Linked DNA regions of Sus scrofa: all the other regions are linked to region 1. A link is a contact called in public promoter capture Hi-C data. All regions are on one chromosome and are shown on one strand. Each heading gives the region's core, a stretch centred on a gene start, on an enhancer-like site or on the middle of the called end of the contact. The rest is flanking DNA. Distances are from core to core; before and after follow the strand shown.

The links. Promoter capture Hi-C pulls out the DNA fragments that hold promoters and counts their contacts.
Region 2: a promoter capture Hi-C map of liver shows a contact between it and region 1, with 5 times the contacts expected there. The contact joins the promoter of ACTR1A here to the promoter of NOLC1 in region 1. A contact is called at or near these places in 1 of 5 promoter capture datasets (liver) and 1 of 2 datasets of contacts at active chromatin or transcription factors (alveolar macrophages).
Region 3: a contact with region 1 is called in a promoter capture Hi-C map of liver, with 3 times the contacts expected there. The contact joins the promoter of CUEDC2 here to the promoter of NOLC1 in region 1. A contact is called at or near these places in 3 of 5 promoter capture datasets (fetal skeletal muscle and liver), 2 of 47 Hi-C or Micro-C datasets (heart right ventricle and liver) and 1 of 2 datasets of contacts at active chromatin or transcription factors (alveolar macrophages).

The regions. Positions count from the first base shown.
Region 1 is chr14:113,152,216-113,157,021 of Sscrofa11.1, forward strand. NOLC1 (nucleolar and coiled-body phosphoprotein 1) reads left to right here and starts at 2,404. Exons shown (of 13, transcript XM_005671408.3): 1 at 2,404-2,733. The coding sequence starts at 2,614. It overlaps PPRC1 (peroxisome proliferator-activated receptor gamma coactivator-related protein 1), which reads left to right. Exons shown (of 16, transcript XM_021072738.1): 15 at 213-312; 16 at 496-613. The coding sequence ends at 502.
Region 2 is chr14:113,496,693-113,501,498 of Sscrofa11.1, forward strand. ACTR1A (alpha-centractin) reads right to left here and starts at 2,102. Exons shown (of 11, transcript XM_001928877.5): 1 at 1,922-2,102. The coding sequence starts at 1,969. It overlaps SUFU (suppressor of fused homolog), which reads left to right and starts at 3,309. Exons shown (of 14, transcript XM_021072750.1): 1 at 3,309-4,210; 2 at 4,213-4,330. The coding sequence starts at 4,150.
Region 3 is chr14:113,441,291-113,446,096 of Sscrofa11.1, forward strand. CUEDC2 (CUE domain-containing protein 2) reads right to left here and starts at 2,353. Exons shown (of 9, transcript XM_003483550.4): 1 at 2,196-2,353.

The sequences.
Region 1 (4,806 bases), core at 1,154-3,653:
GGTTAATTGGGCAGACTTATCTTCCTCTGAAACATGAAGAGCCTCTAGGGTGGGATGAAAGGAGAATTGGGGGCTCTCCTGTCTTTTGACTTAAATCTAGGTGATTTTAGCCCCATCCATTATTGATATGAGAGGTTGCTGGCCATTTGAGGACCCTGTGATTGGGAGGTGTACTCAGAGACCTTGCTGTTTGTCTTTCTCTCCCTTTATAGACTCCAACCGGGAAGACTTTGACCCTGCTCCTGTAAAGAGCAAATTTGATTCTCTTGACTTTGACACATTGTTGAAACAGGCCCAGAAGAACCTCAGGAGGTAACCCTGGGCCCTTCTCCCCAACTCCCTTTTCTTTGGAGGTGCCCAACCTCCTCCATCCCCCTCCCCTAGTCTAGGGGAGAGAGCTGCTAGTGAGATGACTGTTTTATAAAGAAATGGAAAAAAGTGAAATAAAAATGTGTTAAATCAGATTTTTTAAAGGGTATTTGTTTTTTATAACAGGCATTGAAACACGTCAACTTGCATTCCTATGTAAGATGGATGGGGCCGAGGGGTTCTCCCAGTGTTGAGAAAATCTAATAAGTCACTATGCAGACTAATAAACATGAACTAGAGAGAACTCCCAGGTGCTGTTGTGCTTCTTTTTACGGTGCTCGTACTGCCAGACAATCACTTTTCTTCTCTGAACATAAAAGAGACATGCTTGCCTCTCTAGTTCCTAGGATCCCTCTTTGGTCAGATGCAAAAATCCTATTAGACTTCAAACTGCTCAAGGGTGTTGTTGGTAAAATCAGTCATCTAGGGCAGTGCTTCTCAAACTAAAAGGGCATTTGAATCATCTGGAGAGCTTTTTAAAAGGCAGGTTCTGGGAGTTTACTGGTGGTTCAGTGGGTTAAGGATCTGGCATTGTCACTGCAGTGGCTCAGGTTGCTGCTGTTGCATGGGTTCAATCCCTGACCCAGGAACTTCCAGGGGCTGCTGGTGTGGCCCCCAAAACAACAACAAAAAAAATGCAGATTCTGACTTATGGGGTAGGGGGTCTGATCTCTGCATTTCCATCAAGAGTATGCTGGTGCTACTGGTCCAGGAAGTAATTTTAATATCAAAGTACCCCCACACATATTCCAAATAAAGGTTTTCTAAACCGAAGCTTGTGTGTACACAGACCTTATTAGCTTGAGCCACACACAATGCTTGGTGTTCAGCAAGTGCTCAGGTGTTTAAAGAATGCATGCGGGAAGATAGATCTTTGGGGAAGAGGAATTATACCAAGGACAGGGGAGTGCCTGTTTTGATGAAGGCAAAGGAAAGGTGTGTCCCTTTAGAAAGTGGAGCCTTACTTTCCTGAAGGGCGTGAATGGGAAGTAATCGAGAGGTAGTGGATAGGACTGAAAGGATTGCTGTCTAATGTGAACTGAAACGTGATAGAATTTATTTGGCAGGCCTGGGCACTGATTGATATTTGAGTACTCATGACAGGGATTGCGTTTTTTTGTTTTTATTTTAATGGCCACACCCATGGAATATGGAAGTTCTCTGGTCAGAGATTGAATCCAAGCTGCAGCTGTAACCTATGCTACAGCTGTGGCAACACCAGATCCTAACTCAGATCCTTAAACCCCCTGTGCCACAGCAGGAACTCCTTGTTTTGTTTTTGGTTTTGCCTGTGCCCAAGGCATGCAGGACTTATCAGGCTAGGGCTTCAACTCTTGCCACAGCAGTCACAGAGCCACACTAGTGACAAGGAATCCTTAACCTGCTGAGCCTTGAGGGAACTCCAGTTGAAGGGTTTTCTAGTTTTCCCCCAGGGAGAGTACCGGGTGTGAAAGTGGAAGGGTCATTTTCAGGGTTCTAGATTTGAAGAGATTGCTGCTGTCACTCAGATTTGGTGCAAAACCGCTTTTCCCTTCATGGAACTGACTTAAGGCTGTATAAGTAAAAGAAGAAAGGCTGTCTCAAGGGCAAGTCGTAATTTTGGAAGGGGCAGTTTTGAAGATCAGCACCTCATCACTACAACGGATAATCTGAAGAATCCTGTAATGGAGATGGGAGTGCAGAGGTTGGTGTGATACCCTGAGAAAGGGCCTCCCAGGGTGTCGGAGACAGTGAAGATGAAGGGTGGGAATCCACTGGCAGCACCGATAGAAGCAGTATGGGAAGTCATGTGACCAAGCTAAAGGGAGTTCAAAGTCAGCTCGGTCTCCCCAGCCCACTCCTTACCCTGGCATCCACAAGTCAGGGGCGCAGGTAACCACCACCCCAGGAAATGTGGCTGCGGCTGAAAGGCTTAGAAAGGCTGGGCGCGAGAACTCCGGAGTTTTCCCGCCACATCTCTAGGGCGTGACCCCTTGACGTCAGGGCTCCGCCTCCACAAAGTAGCCGAAGGGCGGGCTCCGCCCTAACCAAGATGGCGACACTCGTGGGACCGGAAAGAGTTCATAGATTTCGCCTTTACCCAGCCTCCAAGGCGGGAGCGGGAAGGCCCTGCGGCGTGTGCCCGCCCCTTCCGCTGTGTCCCGCGCAGCGCGGAGGCATCACACTGGCCCGTCTCAGCCCCTCCTGTTCCGGGTTCCTGAGTCGTGTGCGTCCGCGACGGTAGTGACGCGTATTGTCCGGAGGATGGCGGACGCCGGCTTGCGCCGCGTGGTTCCTAGCGACCTGTATCCTCTCGTGCTCGGCTTTCTGCGTGATAACCAGCTCTCGGACGTGGCCAATAAGTTCGCCAAGGCAACAGGCGTTGTGAGTTCCGGGTTTGGGACATAAGGGGGGATGACCACAGGGCTCTGGGCCCTGACATGCTTAGGTTTGCAGGTAAGGAGGTCTGTGGGGTCCTCCAGCCCAGTGTTTTGGGCCTTTGTGCCGAGCTCTCGGCAGTGTCCAGAGAAACCCTGGAATGCCGGCATCTCTTCCACGAAGTCTTACTACTCAGCGACAAGCCTTGTTGCTTTTTTTGGTGAGAGGTGAGGCGGCGGCGGCGGCAGCAGCAGCGTGGGACCCGCGTGGCCTAGGTCACGTGGCTGACAATGTTGCGAGAAGGGAGCGCTGTGTCCCACCAGAGGCATTGGAGGCTCCTGGTTCCTTCTTTGTGCTTTATCTTAGCTGATGCCAAGCGTGACTTGGACCTTAACTCTCAAATTTGAAACACAAATGAAATTGCTTTAGAAATAATGAAGGCTGGGATTTTCCTTAGTAAGAAAGGGAACGAGAGTAGAGGCAGGCAGGGTTCTGCTTCTAGTTATACTGAGGTAGGCTTGAGCATCATAGCTCTTCGAGGCATAGCTGTGAGCTTGACTCTTAACTTCTGGCATCAGACAAGTCTAAGTTTGGGAACAGCCTCTGCTTAAAAAAATGTATGATCCCGGGCAGCTTGCCTAGCCTCTCTGAATCTGACTTCTGTGGCGATGTCATCATGCACTTAATAGGATTTTTGGAGTTCTCTTGGTGCGGCATGTTAAGGATCCGACACTGTCTCTGCAGCTACTTGGGTTCCTGCTGTGGTGAGGGTTTGATCCCTGGCCAGGGAACTTCTACATGCAGTGGCCGCAACCAAAAAAAAAGTTTTCGTTGCTTTGTAGGAGTTTTGTGATTTTCAGTAGCAAGATATATACTAAGTGGCAATACCAGTGCTTTGTGCTCAGGAAGCATCAGTGAATGAATGCTCTTATCTTAGTTACGGTAACTTAGGATGTTCCAAGTACAGGTAAAGGGTGATGACCAGGAATGTGAAAGGTTTGTAATCTACATCTCAAGGAAAGCTGGCATGACTACATGCAAAAACACCTTGAGAGAGGGTAGAGTGGAATGGTAATCTTGGTGGTCTTGGTCTTTGACTAGGAGGATGGACTTGTTCTTTGTGGTAGATCGAGCCTTTCCGCAGTAGGCTGGATGAAATTGGGCCTTTCAGAATCAAAAATCTTTTTTTATTTTACTTTTTTTACTTTTTTTGCTTTTTAGGGCCACGCCCATGGCATATGGAGGTTCCCAGGCTAGGGATTGAATCAGCTCCAGCTGCCAGCCTGCACCACAGGCACAGCAACTCAGGATCCGAACCGTGTCTTTGACCTACGCCACAGCAAGGCCGGATCCCCCACCCACTGAGCGAGGCCAGGGATCAAACCTGCATCCTCACGTGGGATTTCTTTCTGCTGTGGGATTTCTTTCTGCTGTGCCAGGACAGGAACTCCCTCAAAAATCTTTTTTATGTGGCAAAAGCTGATCTGTGGAGGGTAGGGTCAGATGCTAAGCTCTCTTTTTTTCTTTTTTGGCTGCCCCTCAGGCATATGGAGTTCCCTGGGCCAGGGATCAGATCCCAGCCATAGCTGGGGTAACACTGGATCCTTGACCCGCTGTGGCAGGCTGAGGTCAAACCTGTGTCCCAGCACTCCTAAGAGGCTGCGCAATGGTGCCACAGTGGGAATTCCAAGCTAGGCCCTTTTTAAGTATTATCTCTTAACTTTTCAACAACTTAATAAGATGTGTAGTATTATCTATCTTATAGGGAAGAAAAAAGTCTCAGAAAGATTAAAAGATTTGCTCAGGGTCACACAGTAATAACTGACAGAGGTGAGTTTCACATTTACTCATCCAACTCTGAGCCTATGGTCTTGTATGTACTGTAATGACTTGCCCTTTTGGAGGACACCAACTTCTAATAAATATCAGTATAATTGATAGCTGAATGTAATTCTGTACTGAATATGTAACATAGCTTTTTACCAATCTTCTCTTGGAGGTTGGTTTCCAATGATTTGGGATTAAGCCACGTTGTAGCAAATGTCCTTTTGTGTAGGTGTTTGTCTTGTGGTCAGGATT
Region 2 (4,806 bases), core at 852-3,351, 340 kb after region 1:
GAATCCAACTGCGGAGTTCCCGTTCTTCTTTTCCTTTGTAGTGTATTTGTAATGCATCAAAGCAATAGCGAATTTTCAAGATTTTAGGAATAGACTTATTTCTCTGGGAAACCAATAAATCAATTATACCAACAAATCGATCAATTCATAGTCTGGTGAAGGAAACAAACAAAAATCCTCCCTAAAATGAGGTCTCTCACTGAGCTCAACCTCCTTCCTAAAGAGAAGGAAAGCTAACTAACCAAAAAGCATCTTTCATTGGAAAAAATGAGGAATTTAGAACCCAGTCTTAATCTGAGTCTTGGCACCTCAACTCATAACCCAGCTGGTTTGAATACTGTTTGTTATTTAACCTCCCCAAGCCTCATTTTTCTTCATATTTCAATTGGGACTAGTAAGCCCTAACTACCTATCAGAGTTGAAGCCTAAAGAAGATTCAGGAGTTCCTGTCTAGGGAAAACGAATCTGAATAGCATCCATGAGGATGCAGGTTGGATCCCTGGCCTGGCTCAGTGGGTTAAGGATCCGGCTTGCGTGAGCTGTGGTGTAGGTCGCAGATGCAGCTCTGATCCCAGCATTGTCATGGCTGTGGTGTAGGCCAGCAGCTACAGCTCCTATTCAGCCACTAGCCTAGGAACCTCCATCTGCCGCAGGTCGGCCCTAAAAAGACACACACACAAAAGATGATGCAAGTTAAAGGACCTTGCAACGTGCCAAAGATCCCAAGGGCTGAATCAGCAGAGTGAATGTGACAGTCAGCTTAGGACAAAGGAAACTGGCAATTGTGCCTCAATGGAGGGACTTAGAAGAGGAACAGAAAGGTATCAACCCAACCTTTCCGTGGAAAGACAGAAATTCAGTTTTATACAACTGCTTCTCTCCGCCAAAAATAAGAGCAGTATTTAGATTCTTTCCATTTGTCACTATTGATGCACCTGCATGGGTACTAGCAAGAAGAATAGCGGATAAAGCACTGGATTTAGGGCACCACTACTGTGCGACCTTGGGCTCACTTCACCTCTTCGCGCTTCAGTTTTCTCATTCGTAAAACGAGGATCAAACGTCCTGCTTTAACTATCCACCTCAAATTGGTGAGGATCCAATTTGAATGCATGTGAAACCCCTGTGTAAGCGCTACAGCGCCTGGCAAATACGTTTAGTTATTTTTTTTTCCACAGCAACTAGGCGTTTCGAAGAGAAAGGTAACCCCCTACTTGCTTTGTCACTCCCCTTTCTTCTCAACATTTATTAACGTTGTAATTTAAAATCACAGAAATAACTGAAATCCTAAGGCCATTTCTGGCACCACACATTCGAGCCCCACCCAAACATACCGCCAAGCCGCGGGCCCGTCTGGGGACCGAAGGAAGCTTAGCCCTTCTCCACTCCCGGGCGGGCCCTAGCGGGTCAGGCCCCACCACTCCGAGGCCCCGAAACCAATCCCCACGGCCCTCGAGCGCCGCCCCGCCCCTTAAAGGGGGGAAATACTATGGCGGCCGGGAAGAAAGGCAGGAGAGCGAGCCAATCACTGCAGAGGGCTGCCCTCATCCGGCAAGGCCCAGAGGCGGGGTCATTGGCCAAGATGGACAGCCAGAACAGCCTATAGAGTTATCGGAAGCTGGGACGGGGCGGACGCCGGGCTCTCACAGAGAGGTTAAGGCCCCTCTAGCCAGGGGCCCAAGGACCCGGCTCGGACTATAACCCTTCCCTTTATCCATCCCAGGGTTCTCCATCCCATGCTTGATGGCCGGCTGGCCCGCCCTGCCTGTGGATTACGGGTCGGGGGAGGAAGGAGGCGGCGGCGGCTGAACCCGCCTGACAGGCCGGGCCAGTGACAAAGAACCGGCGGCCCAGGCTGAAACCCGGGAAGCGATCCCTTCGAGGAGGAGAGCATAAGTCCCTCTAGGGGGATGCAACTCACGTTGTCGATCACGACAGGCTGGTTGGCGATCACATCGTAGGACTCCATGGCAGAGGAATCTCTCCTTCCGAGGAAGGAACTGCCAGACCGGTCTGCCGCTAACGCCACTGAAACGCATGCGCAGTCTGGCCTCCAGTACCGGACGGCCAGGGAGCGGCCCGACCTCGCTTTCGAAGAACTACAATACCCAGAAGGCTCTGCATTGTATTTAGCTGCTTCGGAGCCCCGCCTAGTGTAAGTGACACGGCATCGCGTTTCCGGCGCACGGTGTGTTGGGCTTTGTAGTCTCTATAGATTAAATAGAAAGGGACGCTGATTGCATTGCCTACCAGAATCTGTAGTCCATTGGGAGGGATTCCCAGTGCCTCCTGAAGTATGTAGTATTTGTCTGTAGTTCGGTTTGGATTGATCAGTAACTTGTGGATGTTTGGCTTTTACAGATCAGTCCTGCCACTCTCCACCACTTCCCCTGGACAACGTAAGGTTGCCATATTTTTATATGGGTCTATAAGACATTAACAAACATATATCATGGAGTTCCCATCGTGGCGCAGTGGTTAACGAATCCGACTAGGAACCATGAGGTTGCGGGTTCGATCCCTGCCCTTGCTCAGTGGGTTAACGATCCAGCGTTGCCGTGAGCTGTGGTGTAGGTCGCAGACGCGGCTCGGATCCCGCGTTGCTGTGGCTCTGGCGTAGGCCGGTGGCTACAGCTCTGATTGGACCCCTAGCCTGGGAACCTCCATATGCCGCGGGAGCGGCCCAAGAAATAGCAACAACAACAACAAAAAAAAAGCCAAAAAAAAAAAAAAAAAAAAAAAAAAAAACAAACATATATCACTATAGCACTCTAATAAAAGTAACTTCTAATACACACAAATACACAGGGAGGAACATATTCAGAGAATAGAGGAAAGTAGTTTAAATTACATAAAATTTGCTTTTGCGGTAAAAGAACATTTTTGTTGATTTTTGCATTTTTTTCCTGGATAGTTGTAATGCAACATGCTAACATTGATCTAAAGACTGGCATTTGGCGCTACTGGTATAGATGATATTTTGGCCATTAAAACGACGTTCATCTTCCAGCTTCAGGAACTGCTCTAGCATATCTTTAATTTTCATAAGGATTCACATTGATGAATGAGAAAATGGAAGCGAAAAGAGGTTCTATTTTTTTCTTCCTTTCTTTTTTTTTTTTTTGGTCTTTTCAGCGCCGCACTCGCGGCATGTGAACGTTCCCAGGCTGGGGGTTGAATTGGAGCTGTAGCTGCCAGCCTATTTCACAGCCACAGCAACCCAGGATCCGAGCCCAGTCTGTGATCTACGCCACAGCTCACGGCAACACCAGATCCTTAACCCACTGACCAAGGTCAGGGATCGAACCCGAGTCCTCATGGATACTAGTCGGGCTCGTTAACCAGTGAGCCACGACGGGAACTCCATCACTGCTTTCTAATTGAGCCCAGTGTCTAGAGTATTTCCTCCCGCCCTTCAAGTTGCAAGGACCCTTTAGTTAATAGTCCTGACCCTTTAGTCAGGATATTTAATCGATCCTAATTTATCTAAGTCCTGTTACTTTCTAGCAGAAATTCAAAATAGATATTTCAACATATGACCCTCGAGTTTGGCGGTGTTGGTGTCAATCTGGTCAATGGACATTCAAAGACGGTAGGAAACATTCAGATTTTTACTGTTAAAACTAATGCTACACGAACGAATGAATCAATCCATTGCCAGATTTGTTTAACAATCCTTCTTAGAGTGACCGCAGAACAATTACAAGCCCTTTACCCACGCACTTCCCAGCGCTTTGGTGCGACCCTAGCACCTCAGAAAGACGCGCCAGCATCTCTATTTAAACCTGAGTTCCTCCTAACACTAGGGGAGGCCAAGAGCTTCGGGACACCCCTTAAACAGGGAGAGGGAGGCGGGACCTATTGTCAAGTCACGCCTTTCCCACCTGTGACTGGCAAAGATACTAGCCAATGGATGTCGGAATAGGGCGCGCCGCCGCCCCGCCCCCCTGAGCGCCCCGCGGCCCCCGAGGCACCCTCTGGCCGTCGCTTGCCTGGGCGGACGGTGCGCCTTGCGCAGGCGCGGAGCTTAGACCTCGCTGCAGCCCCCATCGCCTCCGGGAGTCGCACCCAGGGAGTCCGCCTGCTGGCGCGTCAGCGCTCTCCCCGTCGTCTGCCCTCCCCGGTCCCCCCAGCGCCCTACGCGCCCCGATGGCGGAGTTGCGGCCTAGCGGTGCCCCCGGCCCCGCTGCGCCCCCGGCCCCTGGCCCTACTGCCCTCCGGCCTTCGCCTCTCTCTTCCCCCCGGGACTGCACGCCATCTACGGAGAGTGCCGCCGCCTTTACCCTGACCAGCCGAACCCGCTCCAGGTTACCGCTATCGTCAAGTACTGGTATGTCTTGGGCCGTGGGGAGATGGACAGGGGCGGGCTGGGAAGGGTTAAAGCGCCGAGGGCGAAGTAGTTTGCGGGGAAGAGGAGGGGGAAGGAGAATGGTTAAAGCACTTGGAAGGAGGGCTTCCTGCTGAGAGGGAAGAAGTTAAGGCTCAAGTTAGGAATGGGGACAAAGGGGTTAACGAAGCCTTTGGGTAGCGAAGGGTTAACGAGGGGGGTGGATGCAGGGTAAACTGGGATTAGGAGAATAGAGTGAATTGGGGTGTGGGTAGGAGCAGGGGGGCGCATACGACAGGAGAGAGGGAACTGTAAACGTGGTGAAAGGAGGGGGCGCCTGTAGGGGGTCATTAGAGGGCGAGGGGAAGCCCGGGCGGGGTGGGGGGCGGCTGAAGTGGGATGAGGGAGGCGAGGCGGGGCCTGGGGAGCATCTGAGAAGGCTTTGGAGCAGCGCGGCTGGAGGAGCTCAGAGGGCAGGA
Region 3 (4,806 bases), core at 1,103-3,602, 290 kb after region 1:
TGGGCCCTGGGGAGGAGCAGAACTGCCCAGATCAGGCATACCGGATCCCACCTTGCAGCTCCCTTAAGAGCTCAGCCCTCTATGGAGACCTACGTCTACCCTGGGTTATACCAAATCCCGGTTGCTATCATTTGCCTGCTGTCCTCTGTTGAGACAAAGGCCCAGTGATGCTGCATGAAATCCCAGTTTCTAGGAGAGCAGCTCTCAAGGCTGTGTCCAATACCCCTAGGTTTCTAACCAAGGTCTGAGGGCCAGTGCATTTTTATTGGGAAACACCTCACTGTGCCCCAATAAAAGGTCTTCCTGCCCTGAGCTTTTGCTCTAGCTTGTTTTCTAAGGAAATAATATCCCCTTTCCTCCTGTTCTTGGGCTCCCCAAACTTTACCCAGTCTTCCAAGCTTGCCATTTTTCCTTTTTCTCCATCCCCCTAGGCCTCCTCAGCATTCCTTTCCTACCCAGAGGCTTCTTCTAATATTTCTCCCCCATAGTCCCCGAGTAGGGGAAGCTACAGCCTAAGCAGCCAGGATTCTCCAGGGTAAGAACCTGATTTTTTTTTTTTTTTTTGGCATACGGAAATTACCAGGCCAGGGAATGAACCTATGCCACAGCTGTTAACCAGAGCCACAGCAGTGATAATGCTGGAACCTTAACCCCCTGAGTCACCAGGGAACTCTGAAAATGATTTCAGTAAGGTTTTTTTTTTTTTTTTTTTTTTGTCTTTTGTCTTCTTAGGGCCGCACCTGAGGCATATGGAGGCTCCCAGGCTAGGGGTCGAATCAGAGCTGTAGCCGCCAGCCTATGCCAGAGCCACAGCAACACCAGATCTGAGCCACGTCTGCGAGCTACACCACAGTTCACGGCAACACCGGATCCTTAACCCACTGAGCAAGGCCAGGGATCGAACCCGCAACTTCATGGTTCCTAGTAGGATTCATTTCCACTGCACCATGAGGGGAGCTCCCCAATGAGATTTTTCAAATTCTAAATATGGACCACAGAACCCCGGGGCCTCCAAATCACGATTCTCTGGTTAGTGGCACATGTGAAATGTGTCTGTCATCCTGTCATGAGTCCTGTTTAAACACCTCTGATGATGGTAGTAATATTTAGTATTTATCAACTCTTTACAATCTGCCAGGGATTGTTCTATGCACTTTACATGTATTAACACCTAATCCTCACAATTACCCTAAAATTTAGATAGTAATATATCATATTATCCCATTTACACAAAAAGAAACAGAGGCACTGAGGGTCACAAAGTAAGTTAATGGCAGAGTTATACCAAGGCAGAACCCTCCTTGTTAACCACTATACTACACCACCTCTCAATGCAAACGGTCTCTCCTCAGCCTATATTCTGATCTTTCTCTCCTGCTTGTCTGGCCCTCTTGCCTACCTCAAGAATCTGTTCTTTCTCCCCACTCAGAATGTCTTTCCCTTTGCCTCTCACTCGGCAGGACTCACTTCCTCCCTGCAGTCAACCCTACTGCCCTATCCTCATTGCCTGAGAACATCCCCAGGACCAGGCACAGGCCTGGACTCTCCAGATGCTCCAAATAGAACCCTTGGGCAAAATGAAGTTAGACTAGGGGAAGGAGTACCATACTGTTCCCTTGGGGTGGGGAGGTGCCCAAGGTGGAGGGAGAGCACAAGGCGGTTTGGTAGGAGGAGTCCTGGAAGCAGCGTGGAAGAAGTCCTGGGGCATTCAGAGGGTCTAGAAACGAGGTCTTCACTGCTTTTCCCAGCCCCTGTGAAACCCAGCTCCTGGGGTCCTAGTCTCATAACACAGGTTCCAGACGACATCTCCTGACTCTCAAGTTAGGTCTTAGAGGTGCCAAGGACACCAAGGGGTATACAAGGGATTCCGGTATTCAAAGTCAGGCTGCAGTACAGGAAGTGGGATGATGGCCGACCCCTGAAGCAAGAGCTCCCTAAACAAGAGAGCAGTGTACCCGTAAGGGTCCAGAATAGCGGACCCGAGGGCAATGGGATGCGGTTGAGGCCCTGGGGACATATGAGGAGGGAGGCCCGAGCAAGCTGGGATGTGCCTTGATACAGGCCACAGCGAGAATCAGAGATGGGGGTCCGGCGGTCCCCGGGGGTACCGTGGGGAGACACACCGGACAGGTACCCTGGGTCAATGCTCTCCGAGACTCTCCTAGCCCTGGGTTGGGGCCTGGAGGGGAAATCACCTGCTCCGTCGGGCGCCGCCGGCGACTTGTCCCGCACGATGCAGCTCTCATCCCCCAGCCCCACCAACGAGATCAAAGGCGGGGCCCAGAGCGGTGTTTTTACACTAGCGCTGTGGTAGCCATTTTTAAGAAGGGCATTGCCCACAACTGGGCGGAGCTTCTGCACTCCCTTTCATTTGTCTCACGAATTTGGACGGGCTCCTGCGGCGACCATTTTTGTTGAGGGTAGGGAGGAGCTAAGCGTGGAGGTCCCGCCAGTGGGTGGAGTCTCAGCGACTGATTGAATCCGCGCCTACTTCCTTGTCAGCGGCGGGAGATGGAGAACATTTTGACCCCACCCAGTGTCTTCCCATCTGCAGTATTTCCTCGCCCCCAAGTCTCCGCCCTCAAGTCCTATAGCTACCCCACCACCACCCTTCTCTTTGTCTCTCCCGTCCTTCCACCCATGGAAAGACTCGTGGCTTCCCGGTTGGTTCTGGTGGCCCTGCACCTAGACCTGGTGTTCTTCCCCAAATCCCAGGGTCTCTCCCCTTTCGTGTCCAGTCCAGGTTCAAGCCCTGTCACCCATCGACTCCTAGGTCCTGACTTCCCCACCATATCTGTCTCCTTTGCATTCCCTTAACAGCGATGTCTCCCCAAGGTTAGGGTGTCTTCAGGGCTAGGAGCCTGTTTTGGAAAGGGGTGAGGAGGTGCTCTGAGTGAGGATCCACCTGAGCCCAGATCCAGGGTAGCCTGCAGGCCATGCCCACCCCCAGTGCCTTCATGCCTCTGTTGGCTGGGCTTCTCATATAGCACAGGACAGCTGAACGCCAGTACCCGGTAAGGCCTCAGCTTCCTCTTTCTGCTCCTGCTGCCACAGCTTCACTGTGCTACCCTATGGGGAAGCCCACAGCCTTCTCTCTCAGGAACCCTTCAGTGGTCATGAGGGTGAGTTCCCTTCAAGGATAAACTAGTGCATCACCAATCAGCAGGGATGAGTTCTTTTTCAGGGCTAGTCCCCTTGTGGGGTACTGGCGACCCAGAGACTGTTCTTACCCTCAGGAGCTCACAGTCCAAGGTAAAAAGTCCCATTCTCTCTTCCCTAAGGACAGAGGTGGTGCCAAAGCATGGAGAAAAAAGAGATCACTGCTCCTCTTCCAGTCCTGCTCCTCACTGCAATCTCCCACCTCCCCGCAGGATCCTCTGGCCTCAAAGTCAGCAAGATGTTGGTTGCTGGGGAGAGAGGCAGGAAAGGGGAGGCAGGAAGGAAGGAGGGAGCACCTTTGGCCTCATGTCTCCCATAAAAGCGCTGCTGCTGCCAGCCTGGCACTGCGGGGGTTAATGAAGGGTCGGGTGACAACCACTTTGAACTCTAGCCAAGCAGGCCCCTGGGAAGGGGGTGATGGGTAGCTGCCAGCCCTCTATAGATGTGGCCATTCTTCCCCTCCCCCAGCTCCCATCCCCCGCTTCCCCTTCATTGCACAACACTGATGACTCTTCTCTCCCTACCATCCCCATTACGGGAATTTTCAGGTTTCCTCAATAGAGTTGTCCCTAGTCCTGGCCCAAGACCCTTGTGGCCATCCCTGAGGCTGACTGTACCTTTCCCTCCCCCACCTTCTGTCTCTTGAATGGCATTTGGATGTAGCTACATATTATCATTGGAAAGACCTTCCTGAGCTTTCCTTTCTGGGAAGGATGATGGGAAGGACCTCTTGGGGGGGGCCCTCAATTCCCAGCTCAAACTCTGGGGGAAGGGTCTCAACTCTGTGCAGCAAGGGTAAAGTTCTGGAGTCAGAGGACAGAGGGTGGCCTGAGGAGAAGGAGCACCACAGACACAATGACACACAAACGGTAAGACAGAGGCTCCAACAGGAATCCTTAGGAGTTCCCGTCGTGGCGCAATGGTTAACGAATCCGACTAGGAACCATGAGGTTGTGGGTTTGATCCCTGGCCTTGCTCAGTGGCTTAAGGATCCGGTGTTGCCGTGAGCTGTGGTGTAGGTCGCAGACAAGGCTCGGATCCCAAGTTGCTGTGGCTCTGGCGTAGGCTGGTGGCTACAGCTCCAACTGGACCCCTAGCCTGGGAATCTCCATATTCCACAGGAGCAGCCTAAGAAATGGCAAAAAGACAAAAAGCAAAACAAAACAAAAACAGGAATGCTTGTCCTGCTCAGCATTCCATAGCTGGTTGAAATTTAAGTCCCTTCAGGTCTCAATGTCTCTCTCTCCAGGATGGGAACAAATTCCACCTACACTTTGGATGCTGCTTGAAGCCACAAGGGGTGAAAGGAGATGGAATGATACCTCCTCTCTCCCCATTCTGTCAAACGAATTTTGCAGCTGATGCTGCGTCCCCTCAGCTGATGGGAAAGTTAGAAGCCTCTGTTGAAGCTTCCTCTAGCATATCAATTCCCCAACATCCAACCTCAGAATGAGGAATTGGGCTCGTACTAGGCATAAAGGGCCTATTTCCCAGACATTAAGAGCAGAGAAAGGACCCAGCTGGCTGGTCTCAGGGGGTGGGAAGGATTCATTCAGACACTGAGGTAAGGAAGGGGATGCTTGGAAGGATGGGGGGGTAAGTAGGGGGTCTCTGCTTTTTATCTTGCTCTTGCTTGAGGTCAGAAAG